Regions from separate parts of the Mus musculus genome. Here regions 1, 3, 4 and 5 are each linked to region 2. Evidence: chromatin contacts called from public promoter capture Hi-C data. All regions are on one chromosome and are shown on one strand. Each heading gives the region's core, a stretch centred on a gene start, on an enhancer-like site or on the middle of the called end of the contact. The rest is flanking DNA. Distances are from core to core; before and after follow the strand shown. Region 1 holds the start of Rbm42 (RNA binding motif protein 42). Region 2 holds the start of Eif3k (eukaryotic translation initiation factor 3, subunit K). Region 3 holds the start of Polr2i (polymerase (RNA) II (DNA directed) polypeptide I). Region 4 holds the start of Zfp14 (zinc finger protein 14). Region 5 holds the start of Pld3 (phospholipase D family, member 3).

What was found. Promoter capture Hi-C pulls out the DNA fragments that hold promoters and counts their contacts.
Region 1: a contact with region 2 is called in a promoter capture Hi-C map of liver, with 2.2 times the contacts expected there. The contact joins the promoter of Rbm42 here to the promoter of Eif3k in region 2. A contact is called at or near these places in 3 of 39 promoter capture datasets (cranial neural crest, liver and maxillary cranial neural crest).
Region 3: a promoter capture Hi-C map of liver shows a contact between it and region 2, with 4 times the contacts expected there. The contact joins the promoter of Polr2i here to the promoter of Eif3k in region 2. A contact is called at or near these places in 7 of 39 promoter capture datasets (cranial neural crest, hippocampal neurons, liver and 3 more), 2 of 115 datasets of contacts at active chromatin or transcription factors (large pre-B cells and pancreatic cancer cells) and 1 of 9 other capture datasets (liver).
Region 4: a contact with region 2 is called in a promoter capture Hi-C map of cranial neural crest. The contact joins the promoter of Zfp14 here to the promoter of Eif3k in region 2. A contact is called at or near these places in 3 of 39 promoter capture datasets (cranial neural crest and liver).
Region 5: a contact with region 2 is called in a promoter capture Hi-C map of pre-B cells. The contact joins the promoter of Pld3 here to the promoter of Eif3k in region 2. A contact is called at or near these places in 2 of 39 promoter capture datasets (liver and pre-B cells).

What each region holds. Positions count from the first base shown.
Region 1 is chr7:30,648,844-30,651,543 of GRCm38.p6, forward strand. It overlaps Rbm42 (RNA binding motif protein 42), which reads right to left and starts at 1,385. Exons shown (of 10, transcript NM_133693.2): 1 at 1,095-1,385; 2 at 741-876. The coding sequence starts at 1,234.
Region 2 is chr7:28,980,505-28,983,221 of GRCm38.p6, forward strand. Eif3k (eukaryotic translation initiation factor 3, subunit K) reads right to left here and starts at 1,384. Exons shown (of 8, transcript NM_028659.3): 1 at 1,170-1,384; 2 at 1-38. The coding sequence starts at 1,228. Map4k1 (mitogen-activated protein kinase kinase kinase kinase 1) reads left to right here and starts at 2,350. Exons shown (of 32, transcript NM_008279.2): 1 at 2,350-2,550; 2 at 2,711-2,717. The coding sequence starts at 2,452.
Region 3 is chr7:30,230,514-30,233,389 of GRCm38.p6, forward strand. Polr2i (polymerase (RNA) II (DNA directed) polypeptide I) reads left to right here and starts at 1,561. Exons shown (of 6, transcript NM_027259.1): 1 at 1,561-1,891; 2 at 1,969-2,023; 3 at 2,237-2,310; 4 at 2,394-2,468; 5 at 2,554-2,605; 6 at 2,772-2,874. The coding sequence starts at 1,833. The coding sequence ends at 2,834. It overlaps Tbcb (tubulin folding cofactor B), which reads right to left and starts at 1,684. Exons shown (of 6, transcript NM_025548.4): 1 at 1,067-1,684; 2 at 613-756. The coding sequence starts at 1,180. Ovol3 (ovo like zinc finger 3) reads right to left here. Exons shown (of 4, transcript NM_001289817.1): 4 at 2,784-2,876.
Region 4 is chr7:30,050,125-30,052,824 of GRCm38.p6, forward strand. It overlaps Zfp14 (zinc finger protein 14), which reads right to left and starts at 1,272. Exons shown (of 5, transcript NM_178733.5): 1 at 1,221-1,272.
Region 5 is chr7:27,551,841-27,554,540 of GRCm38.p6, forward strand. It overlaps Pld3 (phospholipase D family, member 3), which reads right to left and starts at 1,378. Exons shown (of 14, transcript NM_011116.2): 1 at 1,158-1,378. 2310022A10Rik (RIKEN cDNA 2310022A10 gene) reads left to right here and starts at 1,450. Exons shown (of 10, transcript NM_175107.5): 1 at 1,450-1,513.

The DNA of each region.
Region 1 (2,700 bases), core at 135-2,634, 1.7 Mb after region 2:
TTGTTCCCTCCACAATGCAAGGGATTGAACCCACGGCTTTGACATGCCAGGCATGAGATTATTACTAAGCTGCATCCCAGCCCACCTAATAACTGTGAACAGAATAAACACGTTTTCTCTGCTGGTGTTCCTCTAAATAGTTCCCCCCTGTTTCCTTCTTTCCTCGGCTTCTTTCTTACAGCTGACTATTAAGCACCTGGAATATTATCCATGAGTCTTGGGAATGACAACACAGATATACATTTTAATATTGTTTTGGTTTTTTTGTGGTGGTAGTGGGCTTAGAAAATAGGACTCTGCCAGGCTAAGTGCTCTACCACTGAACTACACCCCAAATCTGTGAATAAAAACTTTCAAGAGATTTTTTTTTTTGTTTGTTTTTCGAGACAGGGTTTCTCTGTATAGCCCTGGCTGTCCTGGAACTCACTCTGTAGACCAGACTGGCCTCGAACTCAGAAATCCACCTGCCTCTGCCTCCCGAGTGCTGGGATTAAAGGTGTGCGCCACCATGCCTGGCTCAAGAGATGTTTATATAGAATAATCTAACACTGCAGAAAGTTCTACCGGACAGGCACTGTAGAATATTAGTTTCCAATGGATTAAATATACTGTCTTGCATCCTGAGTCCCTGGCACTTAAGTGGTCATGCCAGCCAAAACATCAATCGCTGTCCATAGATAAGCCCTTATTGGGACCAAACCATTCTGTTCTCCCGACTCAAGCTGTAGCTCTCACCTTACCTGTTGGTATGTGTTGGTGGCGATAATTGGGCGGATCACAGGAGCTGGGGGGACCTGCATCGCTTCTACCGTGGGCACCGCAGGCACAGCAGTTGGGATTCCGGTCACCGGAGCTCCCAATACTTCTTGCTCAAACCTGGGGGAGCGGGACAGATACCATAGGTCAGGTCTCACCAAGCCTGAGGTGCTGGGTACTTCTCCACCGCGCCTTCATCCCAGCTAATGCCTCCCCGCATCCCTCGGGTCCCACGGCCCCTTATGGAACCACATCTCAACCTTCTGAAGACCTGGAGGCTACAGGGTTAATTGGGTTTGCCCGGGAACAGCTTTTATTTCTCCTACTCAGGGCCTTACAGGGCCATCTCCGCCTCCATTTCTTTCAAGCGTTCCTCGCCGCTCTTGCCCGGGATGCCGACACCAGGCCCCGGGACCACCGGCCCTCCCGCCACCGGGAGTCCCGGAGCCGGCCCTGCTCCGGCCATCGCTGATGCCATAGCCTTCACCGCTCCTTCCAGCAGCCGCAGCGGGTTCTACGGTCGAGTCCCTGTCGTCTCAGGGTGGGAGCCGGCCGATGACGTATGGACTACCGCGACGGATGCGCTGCGTGAGGACGTAGTTTAAGAACAGGGGCTGAGACTTGGCCACACCCCCAGAGCGAGCAAAAGCCAATTAGAGTGTCGGAAAGTCAGGGCCCCGGAAGGGCCTCTAATCTGACAGACGCGGCTGTACGGATAGGCCCCGCCCTCGTAGAGAAAGGTGGGCGAATGAGAGCGAAGCAACGTCACTTTGACCCACCCCGCTGTGGAAGCCGGAACTTTGAGGAGGCACGGAAGTTCGGAGGTCCTTCCAGAAGTTTGTAAACACTGCAAAGCCAGGGTAGGAGTCTTTTGCACTCGGTGGACAGATACACTGCCAGGGGTCAGTTCATTATTCTTTTTTTGAATAAAATTTAATTTTACTGACTACCTCCATGGTTTTCTTTTTTTCATTTTGGGGTTTGGTTTGGTTTTGAGCCCAGGTATGGAACTTCCTAGGTTGACATAGGCTTTCAAGTGCTGGGATTATGGATACAGAACAAAATATTGGCTTTTAAAAAAGATTTATTTATTATTATATCTAACTACACTGTAGCTGTCAGACACACCAGAAGAGGGTGTCAGATCCCATTACAGATGGTTGTAAGCCACCATGTTGTTGCTGGGAATTGAACTCAGGACCTCTGGAAGAGCAGTCAGTGCTCTTAACTGCTGAGCCATCTCTCCAGCCCCCCAAATATTGGCTTTTATACTAGAGATATCTAGAGAGAAGTGTGGAGGTACATGTCTTTAATCCCATAATTTAGGAGATAGCCATGCAGATCTCTGGATTTAAGGTCAATCTACAGAGCAAGTTCCAGGACAGCCAAGCTTAGGCAATGAGGGAGGTGGAAAACAGAAAGCTGGTAATAGAATGGGGTTGGGGGTGGGGTGATGTTCCAGCATGTGGCTCTGGCTTTAGAGTGAAAAAGAGAAGAGACTACTGGGACAATTGATGCTGGTTAGCTGGAGCTAAGAAATTAGCGGTGATTAAGAAGAGACCAGCTGAGCCGGGTGTGGTGGCGCACGCCTTTAATCCCAGCACTCGGGAGGCAGAGGCAGGTGGATTTCTGAGTTCGAGGCCAGCCTGGTCTACAGAGTGAGTTCCAGGACAGCCAGGGCTACACAGAGAAACCCTGTCTTGGAAAAAAACAAACAAACAAACAAACAAAAGAGACCAGCATCTGGGGCTGTAGAGATGGCTCAGCGGTTAAGAGTACCAGATGCTCTTCCAGAGGACCTGGGTTCAATTCTCAGCAACCACATGGTGACTCCCAACCATCTGTAATGGGATCTAATGCCCTCTTCTGGTGTGTCTGAAGACAGTTTTTTTTTTTTTTTTTCTTTTGGTTTTTTGAGACAGGGTTTCTCTGTGTAGCCCTGGC
Region 2 (2,717 bases), core at 134-2,633:
CATATCGCTCCAGGGTAGCCAAGTTCTCAGGATTGTACCTGGAAGAGCATCAAGATGGGTGAACAGCCTGGCACAGTGGTTACATGCCTTTCATCCCAGCACCTAGGAGGCTGAGGCAGGACAGGAGGATTGCAAGTTTGAAGCTAGTCTGCAATTAATAGTGAAAACCTGTCTCAAAAGGAAAAAGGGAGCCGAGCAGTGGTGGCGCACGCCTTTAGTCCCAGCACTTGGGAGGCAGAGGCAGGCGGATTTCTGAGTTCGAGACCAGCCTAGTCTACAGAGTGAGTTCCAGGACAGCCAGGGCTACACAGAGAAACCCTGTCTCAAAAAACAAACAAACAAACAAACAAAAAAAGGGGGGGGGAAGATAGGGAGATAACTACACAGACAGACATGAGTAAACAAAGAGAAGAACAGAGGCTAGTCCTTAGGGACCACTGTAATTTGTTAACCTGAAATCACTCTCTTCTTCCTACAGCTTTTATTCTGGCCATGGGATATTCCTCACTTTGCTATTTTCTTTTTAAATAAATCTGTAGGAAGCTTTATTACATTCATTCGATCTTAAAATAAATAAGTTAGTCCCACCCACTGGAACTACCCAGATAGCTGATCAATTAACTGTACAACATCCAGTAAATGTTTTTCCTAACATGGGCCTCTAGCTAGCCCTACTTGAGCCCCTGGTCATGTCTAGGATGCCTCCAACCTCAGTCAGTCTCTGCAGCCCGTATGTTTTCCTGAACACCTTCTCTTCGATCCCGTTCTGACCCAGTTCCATCCTCTCCTGCCTATCTCAATACGTGGCTTGACCTGACCAGGCCCTGATCGCTCCTTATTGTCACTATCTGCTGAATGGGGTTGTCGCCAGGATGGAATGGGAACCTAAGTCCAGGAACGCAGGACCGGTTCCCGTTTCCATCACCTCCGGTCCCCACTGGCCAAATAGACATCAGAAAACACTATGTAGGATGGTCCACAAGGACAGAGAAGGAAGAGACTAAAAGACACCGGGAGTCTGTGGCAGCAGAAAAGGTAAAGTTGAGGGACGGAGAGAAACTTGGAGAAACTCCATCTCTGGAGGAGCGTGGAGCCCTGGCCACCCCTGGCTGGCTCCCCGTCTTCTCCACCCCGCTTGGCCAGAGAGCGCCCTTCAGCGGAATTCAGACCTGTCGATACCCTTGAGCAACTTGCCCACGTTCGCTCTCATCTGCTCAAACATCGCCATGATCACTGTTGCCTTCGGCAGCCTCAGCTGGAGTCGAACACCAGGCACGGTGCTTAGCACTAGAGGACCGGAAGAGAGGTGTAGGAAGCGGAACCTGCGTCACACCCTCCCTCCAGCTCCTACAAGGAAGGCAAAGGGAAAGGCGCTTTCAGCACCAGCGCCGGTTGTTTTTTTTTTTTTTTTTTTTTGTCTACCACGTGATTTCCTTCCAGCAGTTGTAACTTGCGCATGCGCAATGAGCTCACTTAAAAGAGACCAATAGCGTGAGAAAAGGTTTAGTCTGCCTTACTACGCAGGCGCCAGGAGGCGGGCTAAGCTTTTCCCGGGCCGCGCAAACTTAGTACTTAAGCTTCTGACGCGCGTGCGCTGGAGTTGTACGGGGAAAGGAGACTTTATTTTCTCTACGCATGCGTAGCCTTAAGCGTTTAGCCCCGTGAAGGGTTGCTGTTTCCTTTTCTTTGAGTTTAGTCGGGTGGGAGATGCTCTCTGAAGCCCTTCTTGTCTCCGACTTGGGTGCCTGAGACAGCATCTTGTATGTATCTTCACTTCCTCGCTGGTCCCCACTCGGTTCCGTACTGCTACAGTGCTGTTAGGAGGCCGGGAAGGCAAAAGACACCTGTAGTCTCCATCGGCTCTGCGTAGGGGCTACTAACAAGTGTTCCACGTCTGCCACAGATTCCCTACACGTTTGAAGCGTTGCACAGACATGTGCCATGCGGGCAGGTGCCCTGAGCTCAGCTGTCACTTAAGTCACATGCATGTGTCACGAGTAAACAGGTCTTCTGTGAAACCTAGCCAGCTTTGTGCAGACCTGCAACCTCTGGCTTGATTCCAGATCTTCAAGAACCCAGCAGAGGTTCAACCGTAACCTATGACTCCTCCCAAAATAGAGTGTTGGGGAGAGGGTGCTAGGTCAGCCCCAGGTTGCATTTAAGAACTTTTGCATCTTATTTACATAGTGTCCTTCAGTGGGTAAAGGGGAGTCCCATGGGTCCCAAGGCGATCAAACTCTCAGAACCCAGGGGACGGGGGTGGAGCCCTCTGTGCAGCCCTCTGCACAGCCCTGCAGCTGGGGCAGGAAGCGAGAGTGGGGAGGGGGAAGGCCACAGCCCACAGAGTCAAGGCGGGCCCAGGACTTGTGTGGAGACAGAAGGTAATACCAAAGCTTGAACCCTGAGGCCCTGTTGGCCCCCTGGGCACTGGCCCAGCCCCGGCCTCCAGGAATGGCCCTTGTGGACCCCGACATTTTTAATAAGGACCCTCGAGAACACTATGATCTACTGCAACGACTGGGTGGTGGAACTTATGGAGAAGTATTCAAGGTGAGAAAGCCCTTCTGTCTCCTCCACCACAACCCTGGGATAGTTGGGGAGAGGCTGGCAAGCAGGAGTGTAAGAGAATGCCAGGCCTTGGCCTTGGTTCAGAGATGCTGAGGATGGCAAGCTATGGAGTCTGCCTGATGACCAACTTCCCCTTTACAAGGCTCGCG
Region 3 (2,876 bases), core at 311-2,810, 1.3 Mb after region 2:
TAGTTTTTCATTTTTAACAGAGTCCCACTGCTTCTCTTAGGCTTGCCTCCTAACTCCTCCTGAATGCTGAGATTACAGGTGTGTTGGGCCCACCATAGGCCACGGTGGTGGATGACACCTTCAGTAAAGATTTGGAAAAAGGAATGGACAGAGTTTAGCAGGGAGGGAATGAGTAGGGAAGGTGGGGAGAGGCTGAGGGCAGAATGATGTGAGCTGATACACACAGAGGCCTTCTGTGTTCTTGCTGCTCTCAATCGGGCCAGAACTTGATGGCTCACCTCAGTTCTTTACAGTGTTATACTTTTGTCCTCTCCATGGAACATTCTCTAGATATCAGCTCAAATACCCATTCCTCAAGGAAGCCTCTTCAGATATCCCCAGGTAAAGCCTGGTACCTCTGATGAATTTCCCGTGAGCTCCCTCCCCCTAAGCCAGTTCAGACAACTCTGGTTTGTCACTGTCTACTGAATGTCTGCTTCTGACCAGGCTGAACTGGGGCTTCCATGTGGCTAGAGCCTATACTGGTTATCACACTGGGCAAAACATGGTATTTGTTGAAGAAATAAATTAGTGAATGAATGTGGGGCGGGTCCCGGGAAAGGGTGTCCTCACATGGATGCGACAGCCGTCATCCACAGGATAGGAGCCCAGCAGTGCATCCTCCTGATCCAACTTGCTGTAGAACTTGTCGTCTGCTCCATATAGCTCCAGTTCCATGCAGGAAGCAGGGCTGCCCACCACCAGCTCCAGTTTACACTGCAGTAAAGAGGCAAGATGAGGAGAAAGGCTGTCAGAGGCCTCATCTTCAGACTTTGATCAACAAACAAGTTCCAAAAAGACCCACCTTGGACCAGTTCCTTCTGGACCCGCCCCCTCGGCTCTCTGGAGTGTCTGATTTTTCCCGGGTCCTGCCCCTACTCGGTGGACTCTGTTCTCCGGGGCTCCCAGGCCTGGGAGGCTGGCTGTCAGTCTCTGCAACCTTCCCTCCAGGTTCGCCCACTAGTTTTCAGCCCCCTACTCCCTTTTCTTTGCCCCGCCCCTCCGGACCCCGCCCCCACGGCCACACCTTGAACTCTGCGATGGTGAGGCTACGACTGTATCGCTTCTCCGAACGGAAGCTGTTGAGGGAGCTGCTGATGAAAACCATCACGGTGGGCGCCGATATCCCCGTCACCTCCATCTCGCTGCGCCCCGGAGTGGCCCGCGGTGCGGTTCAGCCGTCTCACACCGGCTCCGCAGTGGCCGCCGCTGCTTCTGGGATATAGGTCCCGCCCCTTGTTCTGGAGCTGACCAATGCAAGTTCTCCACCTAACATGGCCAGCCAATCGCTGCTGTTCTTTCTCCACGGACAGGCGGATTCTCGGGTACGTCCAACCAATCCCGAGAGGCCTTCCGTGCACGGGAAGCAGGAGAGGAGGGCGGGAGGAGGCCGAAGCCGGGAAGAATGGCTGGAGTTGTCCCGGTCCGCCGAGTGTAAGTTCGGCGCATGTGCACTGGCCTTGGGCCAAGAAGAGAGCAGCGGATTCTCTCGTTCACGCTCAGCGCCTTGCGGATGACATCGCGCATCATAGTCCCAGCCCTTGTCCTAGATCCATTCCACTCGGAGTTGGGAAGCAGGTTCCGAAATCGGGAGTGAGTAGCAGAGGGTATCAAAGGATCGACGCAAGCCGTCAGCCAGACATCCATAAAAAAAAAAATAAAAAAAATAAAAAAATAAGGAACCCGCGCATGCGCGCAGCATCGCCCTAGTTTGGTGCAGCTTCGGTGTGCGACCCTTCCCGCGTTCCGTAGCGCGCCCGCGCAAGCGCAGAAGGCTCAGCAGCCCAGTCGCTATGGAACCCGACGGGACGTACGAGCCTGGCTTCGTGGGTATTCGGTTCTGCCAGGAATGGTGAGGCCCGGGCAGTAGGTGTGGGAAGGCAGTGAGGACTGGCTCCAGGGCTGACCTCTGACCTCCCCTCCCCACAGTAATAACATGCTGTACCCCAAGGAGGACAAGGAAAATCGCATTCTGCTGTACGCGGTGAGTACCGGCAACCCTCTCGCCCGCGGGTTCACGCCTTCCCTGCGCGCTCCCTGCTGGCTCCCCCACGCTTTCGCCTCTTGACTACCCCTCAGCACACCCTCTCTCCCATGTTGTCCATGCCCTCCTTGGGAACACCCTGCCTTCCTGTCCAGTCTTGTTGGAGATCTGATCTGTTTGTGACACTCCTCCCACATGCTCTCCCGTCTGCAGTGCCGGAATTGCGATTACCAGCAGGAAGCCGACAACAGCTGCATCTACGTCAACAAAATCACGCACGAAGTGGAGTGAGTGGCGGGACCTCGCTTGGGGCACGGGTCACCTCTTAGGACACCCGGCCTGACCGCTAATTACTTCCCTATGCCTGCAGCGAGCTGACCCAGATCATCGCAGACGTGTCCCAGGACCCCACGTTGCCCCGGACGGAGGACCACCCGTGCCAGAAGTGAGTACGCAGCTGGCATAGGGAAAGAGGAGTGGCTGTGCACAGAGAGGTCTTTCGCGGTTTAGTAACTGAACCATTCCCTCAGGTGTGGCCACAAGGAGGCAGTGTTCTTTCAGTCACACAGTGCCCGAGCTGAGGTGAGTGGCGGCTGGGTGCTTGGGGGGGTAGGGGTGGGGGGGACACGCCAGTTTTGGGTTGATCCTGTTTACTCAAATCAAGATTGGGAAAGTTTCTTTGATCGTTTCTTTTGGTCCTCACACTATCCTCTGGGTCCAGACCCTGACTGAACGTTCTTATTGCTAGGACGCCATGCGCCTGTACTATGTTTGCACTGCCCCACACTGCGGCCACCGCTGGACTGAGTGATCGTTCCTTCTTCCACCTGTAATAAATGCCAGTTTCTACACT
Region 4 (2,700 bases), core at 22-2,521, 1.1 Mb after region 2:
TAAAAACGAACTAGCAAAGCAGGCTTCGTGGATAAGAAAGCTGCAGCCTGGAATGCAGAGATGGATCAGCGGGTTACACTCTCAGCACCTACGTGACTGCTGTAACTCCAGTTCCAGAGAATCCGATGCCCTCTTCAGGGCTCCTCAGGCGCAGTCACACTCAGTGGTGCACAGAAAGAAAAGCAGACAGAAACACTCACATACGTAAAAAACGAACATGTTAAAAATTTAAAACCTGTGAGGCTGGAAACAGCTGTACTGCTAGGAGCAGTGGCTGCTCTAGCAGAGGATGCAAGTGTGATTCCCCGTACTCACATGGTGTTTCACGACCGTCTATAACTCCAGTTCCTGGGAATCAGACACCTTCTCCTGGCTTCTGCTGGTATGTGTATACACACAAATACACACACACACACACACACACACACACACATAAAAAAGAAAAAATACAAAAGACATTTGTAACCACACAAAGAGGGCCTGGACCCGCATTTAATCAGAGACATAATCTCTGAGTGATGCTTACTATCAGTCTGCATGAATCTGTCTCCTCTACCCTGACCAAGATAACACCAAACCGCTGCTTCTTTCCAAGCTAACTTCATTTTCACTTTCACAGTAATGAGGAGTAAATGTCCCCATGCCTGGAAAAACAAGGAGTACACTTCATAGGACAACGAGAAAGAAGAAAGTTAGGCTATTTTTTTTTCCGCAGTAATGTTGGGTCTCTATGTATGCAACAACAATCGTTTCCTGCTTTTATTCCCTCGCCTTCCCTAAAATGAACAAGTCTGGGGAAAAGGTCAAACCGGGAAGGTGCGGGCTTGGTAGCCTGGGGACACACCCCTCGCGACCAGCCCTTCCACACACATAACCTACTGGAAATGGAGCGCCGCGGATGGAGAGGACACTGGCCGCCACCGGAGGGGCAGGTTTGACAGGCGACGGCCACCGGGGCTGCCTGGCGGGGAGGGAGCGCGTACAAAGCAGCCCTGCGGTGGCAGCTGCGCTGTCTTTTTGTACGGAGGGCCCTCACTCTGAGGTTCACACACAGAACTCAGAGCCATGCTGGGCCTCTGGGCTCTGCAGCGGGAAGACGGAGGATGCAACGGGGTACGCGGTGTCCACTCAGCGTCACCGACTCCAAGTCTCTCAAGCCAACTAAAGACAAACCTACGCTGCCCCCGCGACAATTTCCTCAGTGCAAGGGACCAACTCACCTCTCAGAGCGGACCGGCGCTAAGCAGCCGGAAGGATGCTGCGCAGAGGCCTGTGGGAAATGTAGTCCATGGTGGGAAAGACTGGGCCAACGCAGCGGAGTGCGCAAGCGTGCTCGGGGCTGTGATGGGTGGAGGCCTCTGGGTGTGATCTTGGACCAGCTGGAAGGGCTAGGAGATTCCGCTGCCCTCTGCCCCCAAATCCCCACCCCAAACCTAGCTCACTGGGCTGGGGGTTGTGTCGTTGCCCTACCAGGGCTGAGAACACCATCATCACATTATCACATGCTTAATATGTGAGATAAGCATATTCTCACCCCAGCGAGGGTGTAGGCATGATCAGGGAACTCAGTAAAATACATTCTCCAAAGGTGCAGTCCCACATCTACCCAGGGAAAGGTTGCTCAGGCTCCTTGGAGTTCCCGCTGCCTCTGCTTTCTCCCACTGTCCCTTCTAGCCGTTGTGTATATTGGTCTAGTCGTTGGTATTGGCCTTAGGTTTTGTTTTGCAAACTGGAGATGAAGCCAAGACCTCTAAGACTGGAAAGATAATTATGCTTTCTTCTATCACAGTGGTTCTCAACCTGTTGGTCGAGATCCCCCCCCCCCTTGGGGGTCAAATGACCTTTCACAGGGACCACCTAAGACCATCAGAAAACACAGATATTTACATTAGGATTCCTAACAGTAGCAAAATTACAGTTATAAAGTAGTACCGAAAATAATTATATAGCTTGTGGATCACCACAACATGAGGAACTGTATTAATGGGTCGCAGCTTTAGGGAGGTTGAGAACCACTGCTCTAACATTTTCTTGTGTTTGTGCCAGGCCTCATCCGGTCTTCAGGAGACTGAAGCATGCAGACTGCAAATTCAAGATGAATGGAAAAAAAAAAAAAAAAAAGGAGGACATGACTGCTCCCAAGGGATTGAGATCTAAGAGAGAGCACTGGCAGGGGCGTCTGAAAGTAACCAGGGTGGCCATGACTGCCGGACTAAATGGGGCCATGTGAGGGGAGGGGGTGGGGTGTAGGACAGGCTAGAAGCCAAGAGGCCAAGTGCAGCGGGCAAGAGGTAACAAAAGGACCTTGTGCCCAAAATGACTGGGTTATACAGGAATCACAGAAGCTGGGAGATGGGAAGCCCAGGCCTGGGCTACAGAGTTTGGGATAGTGGGGGGCAAGGTATATCAGCCAGGATGTCTCTGTAATAGGTGCTGGGGATGTTGAAAGATCCTCATCGATCCTCTTGTTTCTTTCCAGAGCGCTGTTATTACAGGCATCCGTCAACATTCCCAGCGTTGGGACGTTAGTTTTAGGAACGTGACAATTGAGAGGCTGGTGAGATGGCTTAGTGATTGAGAACCCTTGCGCTCTTGCAGACACAACACATATGATGGTTCCCAAGTGTCTGTAACTTCAGTTGCAGAGGGCTGGTGAGATGGCTCAGTGGGTAAGAGCACCCGACTGCTCTTCCGAAGGTC
Region 5 (2,700 bases), core at 128-2,627, 1.4 Mb before region 2:
GGTTGGCCTTGAACTTGTAATGTATCAGAGGCTGAGGTAGAGATCCTCCTGCTTTAGCTCCTGGACATTGGGTTTACAGACACACAAACCTGTTGGCTACTGTGCATTTTACAAATGGGAAAGCAGGAATTGGAGAGGCATGGTTTGGTGGCCTGGGTTTCCCACAGGTTTAGGGGTGAAGCTGGGACCCTGGGATACCATAGAATACCATATAATATCCCACACCATGGAAATATGTGAAACGTGTACCCACAGAGGAGGGAAAGCTATAAGGCTGGGTGGCTCCTTGTGGGTAATGCTGAATACAGATGTGTTAGTGGAGAGATGGAGACACCAGGGCGATTTGAGGGTAATCTAAGGGGAGATGGAAACAGGAAGTACAAGAATAACTGGTATGAAGAGATTTAGGGGAAATGGGGGTTTCATGAAGGAGATGTGTGGGTGACTAAGACAATGATGACAGAGAGACCGGCTCATCAGTGCTTGCAATCCCCACACTCAGGAGGCTGAGCAATTGGATCTAAAATTCAAGGCCAGCCTGAGTTGCACTGGTGACTGAATGCTAATCTCCCGCACAGGTACCCAGTGCTAACAAAGATGGAAGAGTGACCAGCGGAGCACTGGGGACAGCAGGGGCGTGTCTGAGCTGACATACTTTGAGGTTACAAGGAGACCCTGTCACATAAAAAGAGAAAACTGAGCATATAAGGCCAATCAGGGCTTAAGGGGAATGAAAATGAATAAAAAGGACAATGTTTGTGCTGAAGAGATGGTGCAGCAGTTAAAAGCACTTGTTGCTCTTCCAAAGGACCTGAACTAGAAAACCCAGCATTCACATGGGATGGCTCACAACCATTCGTAACTACAAATCCAGGGAATTAGACATCTTCTGATCTCCTCGGGTAAATGCAGTCACAGATACTCAATTAATTGTAAACAAACAAAAAAACAAAAATTACTTCTTAAAGGAGGGGGCGATGTGAGAGAGGTCATGGCGTCAGAAGGGGAGGGGTGGTGACGATTTAAGTGGGGTATGATTTAAGAGAAGGGATGAGGGCACCTAAGTGGGCCAAGGACGATATAGAAGAGATGCATTATAGACGAGAGGGTGACACAGGGAGGGCAGCCAAGGTGTCGCGCACCAGATCGCACAGTACCTGCACGTCAGAGTCTTCTACTCCAGAACCTAGCCCCGCCTTCCCGCCCACCTGTGCGCAGGCGCAGTCGCGCTAGACTGCGGGCAGGGTGGGGGCTAGACTTGATCCTTTCTGATTGGCGGCGTTCTTCGCGACCGAGGCTCTGTGTTGTCATGTGATGGTCGCCGCCCCACACTCTCTTGCTGGTTGGAGGCTAGGAGGGCTAGAGCGGCTGGTGGAAGGTGCAGTCTGGCTTCCGGTATCAAGGGCAGGACTTCCGGGGCGGGCGGCCCAGGCCGAGGGAGGAGTGTCTGACAGTTGGCGCGACCCGGAGGGCGGGCGGGCGCCTCGTGGGGGTGCGGGCCCCAGAGTGCCAGGTGAGGTGCGGGACTGGGACGGAGGAGGTTAGGGATGGAGATACGGGGTGGCCGGGGGTCTGGACTTCCCGCGCAGCCCATACTGTACGATCAGATAAATGATTTCTCTTTCTGAGCCTCAGTTTCCTCTTCTGTACAATGGGGGCCCAGAAGCTGACCGTAGAACCCGTGTAATGGGACGTCAGGTCGTGCACACCCGTTCTGCTCTCAGAGCTCTCCATGTTACTCTTCCATCCTCGTTAGCACTGATGATGGGTACCCGCGCGGGAGCTGCCCGAGCTAGCAGGCCAGCGGGTTTGGGTTCTAATCCCAGCTTCCCTTTGCAAGAACTGGGCCTGTGTCATTACCTTTCTGAGCCCAAGTTTTCTCTGTTTAGTGAAAACCGATAATCTCAGGCTCCTATGTTCGTCGTGTGGATCCTGATGAATGTCTTTGGCATACCAACAGCTCGGTGGATCGGGATTGTAGCTGAGAGTTCTAACAACATAGAGGAGGGAAGCCCAAAGGAAGCAAAACAACAGTCAAGAAGATTGTTTGCCTCTTTCCTGAGTCCTGAAATAGCGATTTAAAATAATGACTAATGCATGTTCCTCAATTTAAAAGGGGGCATTTTGCATTGTTATCCTAGCCAGGAGAAGGGAACCTTAACTTGAAATACAATAGAAATAGAACATTCCTCTTCATTTGTGGGCAGTAAATGAAAGATACTTGAAAAGTTGTTTTGTTTGTGTGTTTGTTTGTTTATTTACTTATTTATTATTTTTGAAGCTGGGTCTCTGTTTGTAGCTCTTTCTGTCGTGGAACTCACTACATAGACCAGGTTGGCTTTGAACTCACAGATAAACTGCCTGCCTCTGCCCCTCTACCCAGTGCTGGGATTAAAAGCCTCTGCTATCATGCCAGGGTGGCTAAATAGTCTTATATACTTGGTTTCCACCTCACATCTGCATGCAACTTACATTAGGTCTACAACTGTCCCAGTCTGTCACTAGTTTAGTTCAGATTTAATGAATACCTGTCAGACGTAGTTGTAGGAACTTTGAGTTTGCTGTTTTAACCCCTCTAATATATATATTTTTTAATTTTAAATGACATGTTTTATTACACTGTATGTAAAACCAGAGGATAGCTTGGCCTGGTGGCCTTTACCTACTTAGCCTACTTATCTCTCTGCCCCTCCCCACCTG